Regions from separate parts of the Arachis hypogaea genome. Here region 2 is linked to region 1. A link is a contact called in public Hi-C data. All regions are on one chromosome and are shown on one strand. Each heading gives the region's core, a stretch centred on a gene start, on an enhancer-like site or on the middle of the called end of the contact. The rest is flanking DNA. Distances are from core to core; before and after follow the strand shown. Region 1 holds the start of LOC112717375. Region 2 holds the start of LOC112715303.

The links. Hi-C and Micro-C count contacts between places; a contact is called where the count stands out from the background.
Region 2: a contact with region 1 is called in a Hi-C map of leaf, with 2.7 times the contacts expected there. The contact joins the promoter of LOC112715303 here to the promoter of LOC112717375 in region 1. A contact is called at or near these places in 2 of 8 Hi-C or Micro-C datasets (leaf and an unstated tissue).

What each region holds. Positions count from the first base shown.
Region 1 is chr10:17,655,534-17,662,633 of arahy.Tifrunner.gnm2.J5K5, forward strand. It overlaps LOC112717375, which reads left to right and starts at 4,526. Exons shown (of 5, transcript XM_025769428.1): 1 at 4,526-5,540; 2 at 5,588-5,777; 3 at 5,920-5,987. The coding sequence starts at 4,526. LOC112715302 reads right to left here and starts at 1,526. Exons shown (of 3, transcript XM_025767054.2): 1 at 1,332-1,526; 2 at 1,139-1,251; 3 at 565-1,055. The coding sequence starts at 1,437. The coding sequence ends at 771.
Region 2 is chr10:17,961,439-17,968,538 of arahy.Tifrunner.gnm2.J5K5, forward strand. It overlaps LOC112715303, which reads left to right and starts at 3,581. Exons shown (of 4, transcript XM_025767056.3): 1 at 3,581-4,109; 2 at 4,628-4,885; 3 at 4,984-5,072; 4 at 5,663-7,100. The coding sequence starts at 5,858. It also overlaps the pseudogene LOC112717383.

The DNA.
Region 1 (7,100 bases), core at 3,276-5,775:
TTTTAGTCATTTCACATGCCATATATATAGACTTTTTGTATAAAATCTTACTGGTTTTGTATAGAATGAATACTTTCAACTCTATTCCTATGGAAATTAATAATTAATCAGAACTATCAAAAGAGATAGGAAACAGGTCCCTGCGGAGAATGGAACCTGTGGAAAATGGAATGGATACTTTCAACTCTATTCTTATGGAAATTAATAATTAATCAGAACTATCAAAAGAGATAGGAAACAGGTCCCCGCGGAGAATAGAACCTGTGGAAAATGGAGAAGGAGAATAATATTCCCCCACAGCGAAGAACAGGGACGGGGATGGGGAGCAGGCCCCGTTGACATCCCTAACGCCATTGATTTACATGAACCTTAATCAGTTTCTAGGCACTCTCTAATCCCATTGTTTCATTTTAAAAAAATGTCATGTTCTTACTCTTCTAAATAGGTCTCACAATAGAAAAACACCATTTTAATCCTTAGATTTTTAGAAAGTATAATATTATGAGCAAAGTTCAATTTATTTTACATGTAACTTGAAAGCTTCTAAATCTCAAGTTTGTCAGATTTTCTATCTAATTTTGAGTAAATATTTCATGGCATCAATAAAGAGAGTTAACTTTGGAAAAAACAATGTTTCCAAGGGTGAAAGGCTGAGAGCAGGATACCGGGAACAATTTGAGTACAAAATTGTTATGATTAACAACGATCTTAAACTTGCACAATCAACAACTATTGGTATTGCAGAAGTTGAATCAAGAGGATTAGGATGGTTAAATTTGAGATGAGGCTTGAATAGTACTCAGAAGATGTTCAATTCTGTATTTCATAAGAGGCTGCCCTTTTCTGGTCTTCTTAAGCATTTTGTCCCGCAGAGCTTTTCTCCTGGCTTGGGCTTCTTCTCTCTCTTCCTTCTTTGCCATCATTGCTGCTTCTCTTTCCATTCTTTCTCTCTCTTTCTCTTCATGCTTCTTCCTGTACAATTCTTCCAAACAATACTTTTTCTTCCGCCTCCTCTCACTCTCGCACTTATCCTCTTTCATCTCAGCACTGCTATTCTGCACCATCAAATAGAAAATTTATGTTAATGGATTCAACTATTAGAATCTTGACCTATAACAGTTATGATATATCGAAAAACCTCAATCATCAGTTTCTGTGTCGAGAAATGATCGCTTTGCTCCGTTTGATGCTTTAACATCTTCTTAAACTTCTTTACATTCTTCGCATTCTTATAGAATTCTTTTTGCTTCTCTGAACAAACAAACAACACCTAAATCAGACTGCTTCATCCTCTGTTACAATATAAAATTCAAGATTGAGAAGTGGCATACTTATGAGAGCAGGGTTGTAGTGGCTTTTATCGGATTTCAGGTTGACGGAATAATTCTTCCTCTTCCTCTTCCTCATCCTCTCGTTGACTCCCTCGTTCTTCTTCATTGTGGTCTGTGGAATGGGAGAACAAACTGAAAAGCGGAAACCCTAATTTACAGAAGATCAATTTCTCTTGATCTATTGGATTGGGGTCCAATGCTAACATAAGACAAAAAGAAAAAGGCCAAGTATAATGCGGGTCGTGATACAACTGGGTCGGGTTTGACTCATTGGCCCAATACAGGTCCAAGATGGCAATGCCTTAAACTATTGTGATATGTGAACATTACAACGCCCAGTCCAAAAAAGTTTACCACACAAAAAATATTTTATCCTAATAGTCCTTCAAGAAAATATATGAAATGAAACACATGTAATGTAAAATAATGAGTAAATGGTTAAATTAATTTCTAAAAGATCATTCGTTTTTTAAATTGGATTTCGAAATTTTTTTTTATCAAATTCGTCTTTTAAGATTTTAAATTAATCATATTAGTTCTTTCGTCACTTTATTTGTTGATGGTATCAAAATTTGACACTTTAAGTGACACCCCAACACACATCTAAGAGTCTTAATTAACTATTAACATGATCAATTTATGAAATTAAATCAAATCAATCTCAAATTGAGAGATTTCAATACTTCAAGTTCTCCTTTTAATTAGATTTTAATTTAATTTAATTTCATAGATTTATTATGTTAATAATCAATTAAGACTCCTAAATGTGTGTAGGATGTCACTTAATATATCACATTAACAAATTTTGACACCATAAATAAACAAAGTGACAGAAAGACTAACATGACTAATTTAAAATCTTTAAAGGACGAATTTGATTAAAAAAAATTTTTGAAAACCAATTTAAAGAACGAGTAATCTTTTAAGGACTAATTTGACTATTTACTCGTAAAATAATTGTAGTGAATTTTATTTCCTTTACGATTGTTTACTACAAATTAGAGTATAAAATACAGAAAAAGGATTGATTGTCAGGTTTAAATTTTCATATGAATGCTTGTTGTAGTTTCTCGGCTTAACTAATAATGTTTGTTGTTTGGTTCTGTTTATCCAATCCAAGATGTTCCACCTCAGCTCTTTAGGTAACTCAAGCTTCTAAATCTCAAGTCTTATTTTAAAAATAAGGAAACTTAGGAATATGCCTTTGTATGAGATTAAAAACGGAGTCGAATTTTTTGTGAATGTATAAATTTATAAATAGAATTGATTCATTAAAGTTTTGAATTTCCCATACTTCTTATAGACAATTTAAATTTGTTGATTGCTTTTAATTGCTTAATCAATTAATTGATGGTTTCCACCACCCAAGCATGATTGATAAAAATGATTATCTTACTTTTAATAATAGATGAGATATGCATCTGTGACAATTTGTGGAAATTTATTTTTAGTGCAAGATGACATTACAATTAACAAAATGTTCAGTTAATATAATATTGACCGATCAATTAGAAAACATATAAACTATGTCGTTAATGATGGCACTATTGCGGAATGACACTTGTCCCCATTGATGAAAACAATTTTAGAAGTGACATGCCTTGGTGTTGGAACCATTACTAGAATATAGTAGTGGGTTACTATTTCCAAGGGGGTTTCTTCACATGACATTTAAATTCAATGTCCATAATTGGAAAGCTATGGGCATTTAATTTACCTGTCCTTTTGTTGCTTTGTTGGTGCGTTTTTTTTTTCGTGTCTGAATGTCTGGATTGGCATCAGAAAGAAATAATCTTTTAAATATTAACAAGATTTCCGAGAGCCTGATCATTGCAAAGGCTATTTTTTTTATATATGACACCAAATTTGGTTTATCGCTGGGTTATGGAATTTAGAGGAGTTTTATACTGATGTGACGGTGTTTAAGTGACGAAAAAAATTAGAGGGTCTGATTTATTGCAGTTGAAAGGGAACACAAATTAGGCCGTTCAATTTATGGTTGATGGATCGCTCTGCAAAGAAATTGAACCCACCGATTTCATACATTGATGTTCAAATTTTATTTGGTCCAAAGAAATCGGACCCAGTGATTTTTTTACTGCAGGAAAAAAACTTCACAGGCCACTCAAATCGGACCCAGCGATTTCTGGATTTTCTTTATTTTTTTTGAGCGGGCCGTTCACTAATCGAACAGTCTGATTTTATTGTTTAAAAAAATTCGAATCACCGTGAAAGCGGTCGAACAGTCCGATTTGAGTTATATATATATATACCCAACCCAAGCTGAGCATCCCACTTCATCTTCCTCCTCTCCCGATCTCCAAATTTTTTAAACTCACGTCTGTCTTTCTCTTCTTCTCCATTATCATGGATGATAGAGTGAGATTAAAAGTGTATTATCATGGCCAAATTTTATTACAAATATCTGAAGGAGTGAAATTTGTGTGTAAAAATCCATTAGATATTATAATTCCTTTCACACTTTCATACGAGGAATTAAAATGTGTGATTTGTGAGAAGATGGATTTTCTAATATCTAGGAAAGTATCGTGTATTCTGTACAGATATCCTATATCTGTCTTTGGTGGGTTCGTTCAATTTCAAAGGAAATTCGTGACCGTTGAAGTGAGCATGTAAGAAATATTTTCAGTGTATCTTGAAAGTCGATCCCGAATATCGTTCATCGAACTGTATATCGAGTTCGAACAATCTACAGCGGACCGAGATATTGAATTAGAAGATTACAACAGTGATAGTGAAGAAGAGTTTGAAAGTAACTACGAAGTCATTGATCCGGGTGTAGACGAAGATCAAGCTAACGATGCTATGGTGGCAGACGTGGTGGATGTGGCAAATGCACTAGCAAATCAGCAGCCATTTGTGGAGCCGACTTTCATGCAGTCGTTGGATTTGGAGGCCATGCATGCACCGGAGTTTCCTCAATATGTAAATGCAGGTAACTCATAATTTTAAATAATGAATTGTTAAATTATGATTTGTGCATATGTTGAGTTTGGTACAAATATTTAAGACAACGGTAAATAGGCATAAATATAGCATATAATTAGTAATAGTTTAGGGTTTAATTATCAATTAAACATGTATATTGAAAATTTAATATTTCACATTCTTATGTTATTATTAATTTATTAAATATCATTTGATAACGTAGTTGATAATTATATTAACTTTTGATGGATGGTGAATTTACTGTGGGAATGGAATTCAGTTCTAGGAAGGCAGTAATTAAAGCGATGAAAGATTATACCATCCCTAGAGGTGTAGATTATCGGGTGCATGAGTCAGAACTGACGACCTTCTATGCTAAATGCACCCAATATGGCGCAGGTTGTGATTGGTTGATCAGGGTGAGTAAAATGTCCAGGAAGTACTGTTGGGAGATAAGGAGGTACAATGGTAATCACACCTGTACTAGGGCCACCATTTCTCAATATCATTCGAAGTTGGATTCCAACACAATTGCAGAAGCAATAAAGCCATTGGTAAAAATTGACCCATCCATAAAGGTGAAATTAGTGATTACGAAAGTACAGTCGAAGTTTAACTACACCATAAGTTATCGCAAAGCATGGTTGGCAAAACAGAAGGCAGTGGAGTCAATTTTTGGAAGTTGGGAAGCTTCGTACGAAGCTTTGCCGATATTGTTTGAGGCCATGTGTCACAAGGAGACATCTGCAGTCGTTCATTTTGAAACAATGCATGCGCATCGGGGGAAAGACTTGGTTCCTAATATTCGTGTACTACACCGAGTCTTCTGGAGTTTTTACCCTTGTATTAGAGCATTTAGACATTGCAAGCCAATAGTGCAGGTAGACGAAACTCATTTGTATAGAAAATATAAGGGTTGTTTGTTGGTTGTAGTTTCACAGGATGGCAATAACAATATCATGCCTATTGCATTTGCGATAGTTGAGGGAGAGACATCTGATGCTTGGCATTTTTTTCTTAGTAACTTGCGACAACATGTTGTGACACGTGATGCTGTGGGCTTGATCTCCGATCGACACGATTCCATTAGGTCAGCTATTGCTCGTAGTAACGGAGCTTGGTCTCCTCCCAGAGCATTCCACATGTTTTGTATTAGACACATAGAGTCCAACTTCTTGAGGAAGTTCAAGGCTCCGTATCTACAGAAGCTTATCTTCAATATCGGAATGATAGTTACTATTGCAGTTATTCTTAAACCTAGTTATTATGACGAACGTTGTTTATAGTGGGTCTTTTTTTATTGATAGGATACTTGCGAACAGTTCGCGAGTACGAGACTCGTTATCAGCATTTACACGAGCGGGGTGAGGCTTATACCAACTGGTTGGATCGGATTCCACGTGAGCAGTATGCTTTAGCATTTGATGGGGGATATCGATGGGGTCATATGACCACCAATCTAGTGGAAACAATAAGTCCAAAAGGCGGTTCTTCTTGGTAAGGTGGTGGTGTGTATTGAGGTGGTTCTTGGGAGTAGTAATCTTGGAATTGTGGTTCCATGTATGGCTCATATGGTTCAAAAGTTGGTTAGTGTGACGAATATGGATTGGGATCGTATGGAAGTGTTTGGTGAAAATAGGCTTGTGAGCGTGGTTGAGGTTGCTGTTGAGGATATGTCTTATAGGCGTATGGTGGTGGCGCTTGAAGGTTACAAGGAGATTCACCATAGCCATTTGATTGGTGTGCATCATAGAATGGCTCTTCTTCATAGTGCATTGGTGGAGGTTGTTGCCAAGAAGATTGATCATATGCATATGGCTCCTCCCACCTTTGATTGTCCCATCCTTGATACACATCCTCATTGAAGTTCTCATCACCTACAACATAGTTGTAATTACACTCATAGCCAAAGTGAGAATTCATAATGGAAAGAGAAAATAAAATTCTACAACTAGCAAATAAAGCAAAAAGCAAGATATTCACACTATTCACATATGTACAATAACCAATAACATAACACCATTGCAACTCCCCGGCAACGGCGCCATTTTGATGATTAGATTTTTGATGGTATAGAATTTCACAAATGAATTATCGTTGCAAGTATAGTTTCCAAACCAATCAAAAATCCTTTTCATACAAAAGATTGTTTGTCACAAGTAACAAACCCCTAAAATTAATAAACCGAAGTATTCAAACCTCGGGTCGTTCTCCCTAGGAATTGTAATGAAGTGTCTTGTTATTGGTTGTGATGTGTTTTGGGGGTTTGGATAAGAAGCATGATAAGTAAATGGCAATGAAAATAAACTAACAACTATAAAAGGCTCTTAGCAAGGTATGAAAATTAGAAGTCCTATCCTAGTTATCCTTCTCAATTGTGATGAGGATTGTTCATTGCTACCATTTAGTTAACCCTTACTAAGTAAAGGAAAGTCAAGTAGATGAATTGACTTGAGCCACAAGTCCTAGCCAACTCCCAAGGAAAGACTAGCTTTAGTGCACTCCAAACCAATTAGCAATCTCTCCAATTACCAATCAACAAAGGAATTAGATAACTCAAGTGTCACTAATTACTCTACCTAAGCCAAGAGGGACAAAATCTATACTATATCTAGAAGAGGCATTTCAACAAACACATAAAAGGCAATAAAATTAAACAACATAAATTGCAAGAATTAAAGAAAGATCTAACAATAAAGGCAAGAGATCAACAATAGAAAAGCAAAGAAGAACAATTATTATGAATTACCTCTTATTGAATTGAAAGAAAATGGAAGGAACAATAGTAGATCTACAACAAAATATAAGAACAACATAAAG
Region 2 (7,100 bases), core at 2,331-4,830, 300 kb after region 1:
AGTTCAAGATTATGAGTCGTATAATTCATTTCGTGCAATCTCAACTACCGTGAAGCGTATGTCATGACATTATGGTATTGCATCAGCACACACCCCAGTCTTTAACTAAACATTTCACCCAAAAACAAAAATTATATGGATATTAAGGTAAATGAAGAAGGTTGTAGTTTCTCTTCGATCCCTCACTTCCCTTCATTCTTTTATTTTAGCTTCTGAATTCAAACTTCTCATTTCCCAGCCTAATAATATAGGTAATAAACAAGAAACTCATCAAATAAAAAAGGTAGAAAATTTTATCTTAACAGAATGATGAGCCAGGGTGAAGGGTAGCAGAGAGAAGGGAAGCAGAAAGAGTCCAAAATCTTTGAACCAAGCAATAAAAAGAAGAACAAATAACAAATTAGATTTGACATCGAGATGAGAAACAAGCAACAAGAACAGGAAATTAAATTACTTTGAACAGTTGAAGTCACCGAAGGAAACTAGCAGCGACAGCAGAGACCGCCAGCAAGATTTCTTCTTCTCAATGCGAGATGGAATTGATAGTGAAGAATTTTTCCCTCACGACAGGGGGAGCAGTCCAATCATTATTCCGGCACAGGGGACGCGGAGAGTCGAGGGGACGAGAAACCAGCTGATTCAGCGAGGATGAGTGGTAAGGGGAAGCACGAGGGGAATGAGACTGAAACTGAAAGGAGGGTTGTTAAGGTTGAAACTTATGTAAATGGTCATGGACATATAAATGAGAATCATTGAGGGGAAGAAGATTGGGTTGTTGTGGTTGCTGCGTGATGGACTCGTGGTGATGGGAGTGACCGGTAAAGCACGAAAAAGAAAGGAGACTAAACCGTGAGGAAGATTGGGCGAGTGAGTGAAGGCAGTGGACCCTGGACAACACCTTCTACACTTGTTGGGGAAGGGACAGTCTCACACGGATGCTGTGACAGTGCATGACCTAATGCATACAACATATTCTTTTAATTTTTCATTCGGCCGGGCAATCCAATACTTGGACCAAATCCGATTGGATAGTTAACTCGGATCCATTTTTAAATATCGGATCTGACTTCAGTCCAATAAAACCAAGCTAAATTTGGCTCAATATCATTGGGCTTGAGTCAGGCGGATCGAACCAAATTATCTACATTCAAGATTGCATGAGACTAAGACAGAGACCGAAAAATTGAGACTTGATTAACTTTTTGGATTATGCTTGGAATAAAGTATACAGAATTTTATTAAAATTTTAATTTTCATTCACAAAAATTTCAATTTCTTATATTTTCACTTTTTAAAAATATTGAATAGATTAAAATTTTAATTTGAGTCTCTAGCTATCAAATACAATATTAAATTCTAATTTTTTAATTCTAATTCTAGTTTTAAAATAAATACCACCTAATTGAATATATGCTTAGAGATACTTTGACAATTTTATAGCAAATAAGTATTTTTTTCGATCCCCAATTATCCTTTTAAAAATAACTAAAAACAATAATGAATGTAAATTATTTGAGTTGGATTAATTTTTACAAATAAAAATTATAAAAAATAAAATATTAAACGAACTATTTATTTACTGTATAGATTAGTCTATTTAACCCTTCTTTTTTAAACTAATTGCACTGAAGCTATTTAATATCTTGTTTTTATGAGCTTTATCTGTTTAAAGAATAAATAAATTGATCTGATGAGTTTTATCCATTTTAACAGTAGTTTGTAGCTTAAATTTTTATAATAATTTTTAAGATTTATGATTTTTACTATTTTAGTCACTCAAATTAAAATTTATTATATTGATCTTCGAGACCTAGTTTCAGGTATCATATTAGTTCTTAAACCTTTTTTGGTTTTGAATCAACAAACAGAATATTCAGTTAGCTCTGATTTATCACGTTAGACATATAATTGAATGATGTTGTTTCATTTTGGCACTTAAACAATGCAAAAACGAAATCATTTTGGAGAATAAAAAAAGATAACACGGTTTACACATCATAAAAATTCTTCTTCATCTTTTCTTTTTTGCTTTGTTTAAGCGCTAAAACGAAACGACGTCGTTTAGACTTGTGTTCAGCGAGACAAATCAGAACTAGTTCAATACTTTAATTTGTTCTCTAACTTAGTACTTTAATTTGATGAACTAAAATAATAAAAACTATAAATCTAAAAGACCACTTTAAGAATTTAGTCTTCGTTTGTAAAAAAATATTTTCTAAGGAAAATAAATATTTTTTTGGTAAATAAATATTAATAACATGAATTTTTTATTGTTTAAAATTATTTTTTTATATTTAAAAAAGTCAAAAACCCCCCTCTCTCTCTCTCTCTTCAAGTTTGTTGATATGTCACTTATGATTTATGAAGGTTACGGAGAAGGGGGAGAAAAAATAAAACCTCTTAGTACCCAAGAAATTTTCTCTTTATTTTATTATACGGAAAACAGTACAATAATATTACACATCATTGAGAGCAAGACTAATAAATTAGTAAACAAAATAGGACATATATAAAAGTTTAATGGGTTAAAACTTAATTAAGATTGTGAAAACAAACCGAACATTAGATTAATAGTAGTAAAACCACCATCAATAGCTAGATTATGACCACTGATGTACTTGGACTCATCACTATAGCCAAATAGAGTGCAGTTTGTGCTACATCTTCTTCTATCAAATGAACACCTTTAAGATTCGAATAAACATTTGAACACCCTTCATAATCAATTTTGAAGAACCCTCTGATTCCAACATTGTTAGCAACGGAGTAAGGTGACAAACAATTCACTATTATGCCAAAATTTCAAAGCTCAGCAGCTGCATTCTTTGTGAGTCCAATTAAGCCATGTTTGAAACTTGTATACGCATGAGTTGCAACCCCTCTAACTCTTGAACTTACACTCCTTATATTTACAATACTACCCTTTTTGGTTGGGATCATCACTATAGCTGCATGCTTGATTTCCAAGAAAAGCCCCGTAATGTTGACACTAAAAATGCGCTGGAAATCTGCCACATCATTGTCAAGAATGCTAGGGTTAGCATCATCTATTGCTGCTGCGTTGTTCACAATTATGTCTTGATTTTGATACTTTAATTATTGCTATGTTAACTGCATTTTCAACGTCATCTTCTTTTGCTACATCACAATGTACATAGGTTGTGAATATAACTCCTATGTCATCTTGGAAAGTGAATCCTTGTTGGTCTCGAATGTTGGCACTCACCGATGCCCCTAGCCCTACCAGTAATCAAAGCCACATTTTCTTCAAGTTTGCATAAATTGTAAACTGAATGGATTGCTGGTCATTTGAACTCGTGACTCTTATTTAAACGGATGACTAAGCTAACAAAGTTAGTTCATTTTACTCTTCTATTTTTTTAAGTAATTTTACATTTTCAGAAACCAATGCAACCAAAGATCTAGCCCAATCCAACTAACACACGTACTTAACCTTGACAAAAAGCAATAAGAATTATACTTTTCTCACACCACTCTTGTAAACTGATTATTATAGTTTTGATGCATCATGTGTGCATATATAGAGATTTGATTCAAGATACGAGGAAAACGAAATTTTAGGTTCTAGTGTTAAAGGTGGTTTAAGTGCACACCATGACACAATACTGGCTCATGAATTCTAACCGTGCTGGATTCCGGCTTCAAAGATTTGTAATTGATATATTTTTTTCTGTTAGATTAGATGTAATTTATATATTGTGTAGTACATTGTTGGACTCATCCATGGATTTTGGGCCGATTTGTTCATTTCCAAAAATGGCTTGACAAAAACGAAAAAGGCCCTTATTGAATAACCCAACCAAAGATCTAGCCCTAAACAATAAACATACCTACCGAGTTACTCTCAGCCCTCTCTGAGTCTCAATCCCTCCTTCGTGCCCCCTGCTCAGCCACCATCAGTCCATCACCAGCCTCAATCGATCTTCTTCTCCGTGCGGGCGCTGCACTGGTCGACTTCTTCTTCTCGCGCTGCTCTCCTCTCCTCTCCGTGCTGCTCGCGACTCAGTCCGAAGCTCAGTCACCCCGCCGCCAGCCCCTCCGCCACCTCAGCTCAGCTGCCCCTTCCCCTGTTCTCAAGCTCATCTCAGGTAAACTGTTATTTTCAGTTTTTTATTTTATTTTAATTTAGGTCTGATTATAATTAAGCTCAGTCACGCCACCATCACAGATAATTTTTTAAATTAAGGTCTGATTATAAAATTTAATTTGTTCTAATTTTTAAGCTAATGCTTGATTCGTTCTGATTCTTAATCTTTTCTAATTTTTAAAATTTGTCCTGATTATACGATAATGCTTCATTGTTCTGATCATATGGTTGATTTGTTCTGATTATATTGATCTAATTTATTAGCAATACCATGATTGATTTCTCTGTTGCTGAATTATATGGTTGATTTGTTCTGGTTATAAGTTGATGTTTTGTGTTTAGGATGTATAAGACTTTAGACCATGTTATAATATTTTGTGTTATTTGTATGTTACTTAAATATTTGTGTTATTAGCATTGCCTGGTGATTATGCTTTAGTTCTAGAATTTGATTGCTGCTTGCTATATGTTTTCTAAGTCAATTTTATCTCTTTTCAACCTTAACAATCCTCCTTTCAGTTTCAGTCTCATTCCCCTCACGCCTCCCCTCAACACTCATCCTCGACGGCCGCTTCCAGCTGCTCACCATCCTCGCCAGCTAGTTTCTCGTCCCCTCGACTCTTACCGTCCTCTGTGCCGGAATTACGATTGGACTGCTCCCTCTGGCATTAGGGGAAAATTTTTCAGTATCAGTTCCATTTCGCATTGAGAAGAAGAAATCTCACCTGCAATCTCTGCAGTTGCTGCTAGTTTCCTTCGGTGACTTCAACTGTTCAAGTAATTTAATTTCCTGTTCTTGTTGCTTTTTTCTCATCTCTATGTCAAATCTGATTTGTTATTTGTTCTTGATGCTGCTGTTAATTTTCTGCCTCCAGAGATATTCTTCTTCTTCTTCAGGGATTTTGGACTATTTCTGCTTCCCTTCTGTCTGTGCCCCTTCAACCTGGCTCAATATTCTGTTAAGGTAAAGTTTTCTACCTTTTTATTTGAAGTTTAAATTGAGAGGAGGCTAGAAGAGAAGAATGAAGGGAAGTGATGGACCAAAAGAAACTAGAACCTTGTTAACCTTAGTATCCATATAATTTTGGTTTTTGTGTCAGTTTGAAATGTTTTGTTAAAGACTGGTTTATATATGTGATTGAACGTGATAGTTCTACTTAGCTCTGCATATAACTATAGCTTCTGCATATATTGAGAGAGAGAGAGAGGATAAAGGAGAAGAATGAAGGAAAGATAGGGAGCAAAAAGTGACAAGAACCTTGCTCTCCTCGAATGAAGCTACAACTTTGCCCGTTTGCCTCCTTTGAATAGCCTGAATTATGCCATCTTCCTATCCTGGAAAAAAAAAAAAAAAACTAGCCGAGCTAAACATATGAAATTAGACAAATTGCAAGAGAATAATGAGAGTTTCAACTCTCAACTCTACTTATATAAAGTAAATTTCTCTGCGAATTTTAACGTTATTCACTAATATTTTAAATATTTCAAACTTCTCTTGACTGTAACTCAGCTAATTTCTTATTAATGTGCAGCTTCACTTTTTCAAATTTGCAGCAGTGGAAAAAGTGTGAAAGTCCGATGTAATCACTGACTGCCTGCATGTGCTGCACCCTTTTTGTCTCAGCTTGACACCTCACCTTCATCTCCTTCTTGCTACATAACTTTATATTTTAGTAGATAGCAACTGCAGGCTGTCCATCAGTAACCAAATTGATCCAAAGCAGCTATGTTAGCATCTTTCCCCAATCAATGTTTTCTTCCCTCTCTAAAACCATTCTCCATAGACATTGTCTTCTTCTGTTTCCACTTCCTCGCCACAGATCCATTCACCACACTTCCCAACTTCAATGGAAGCTTCGAGAAGAATACAATCTCCCCTACCCAGAGCTCCTTGACCGCATTTCCCACCTCCTCCTCCTTGGCCGCCCCCACGCCCTCTCCCGCCTCTCATTCCAATTCTCTGACCACCTCACTGATGCCCTCCTCCGCCGCCTACGCCTCCACCCCTCTGCCTGCCTCGAATTCTTCCAAATCGCCGCCAACCAACAGACGTATGGCCCTCACTTCAAGTCCTACTGTCTCATTGCCCATATTCTTGCCCGAGCCAGAATGTACCCCGAAACGCGGTCATTTCTGCACAAGCTTGTATCTCTATATTGCAAGAACAATTACTGGACGTTCGCAGTTTGGGATGAGATAGTTGCCGTTTACCGGGAATTTAGGTTTTCGCCTGTGGTTTTTGACATGATTCTTAAGGTTTTTACGGAGAAAGGGATGACTAAGGCTGCACTCCATGTGTTTGATGAAATGGGAAGGTTGGGTAGGACCCCAAGTTTGAGGTCCTGCAATTTCTTGCTGGCCAAGTTGGTTAGTTCCAATGAAGGAAGCATTGCTTTGATGGTTTTCGAGCAGATTGAGAGGATGGGGATTGTGCCGGACGTGTACATGTGTAGTATTGTTGTGAATGCGCATTGTTGCGAGGGAAAGCTTGATCGGGCTGTAGAGTTTCTGGAGAAGATGGAAAGGATGGGATTTGAGACTAATGTTGTGACCTACAATGCTTTGGTTAATGGGTATGTTAATGTGGGGGATGTAGAAGGTGCTGAAAGGGTGATTGGTTTGATGTTGGAAAAAGGGATTTTGAGGAATGTGGTTTCTTGTACATTGTTGATGAAAGCTTATTGTAAGAAATTTAGGGTGGAAGAAGCAGAAAGGGTGCTTCGTGATGTGGAGGAGGATGAGATGCTGGTTGTGGACGAACGTGTTTACGGTGTTCTTGTGGATGGGTATTGTCAGGTGGGAAAAATGGATGATGCTGTTAGGATTCGAGATGAGATGTTGAGGGCTGGATTGAAAATGAATATTTTTGTCTGTAATTCTTTGATTAATGGGTATTGTAAGCACAGTCAGGTTTGCAAAGCTGAGGAAGTGTTTAGGAATATGTCATGTTGGAATTTGAGGCCAGATTCTTATAGCTATAATACATTGTTAG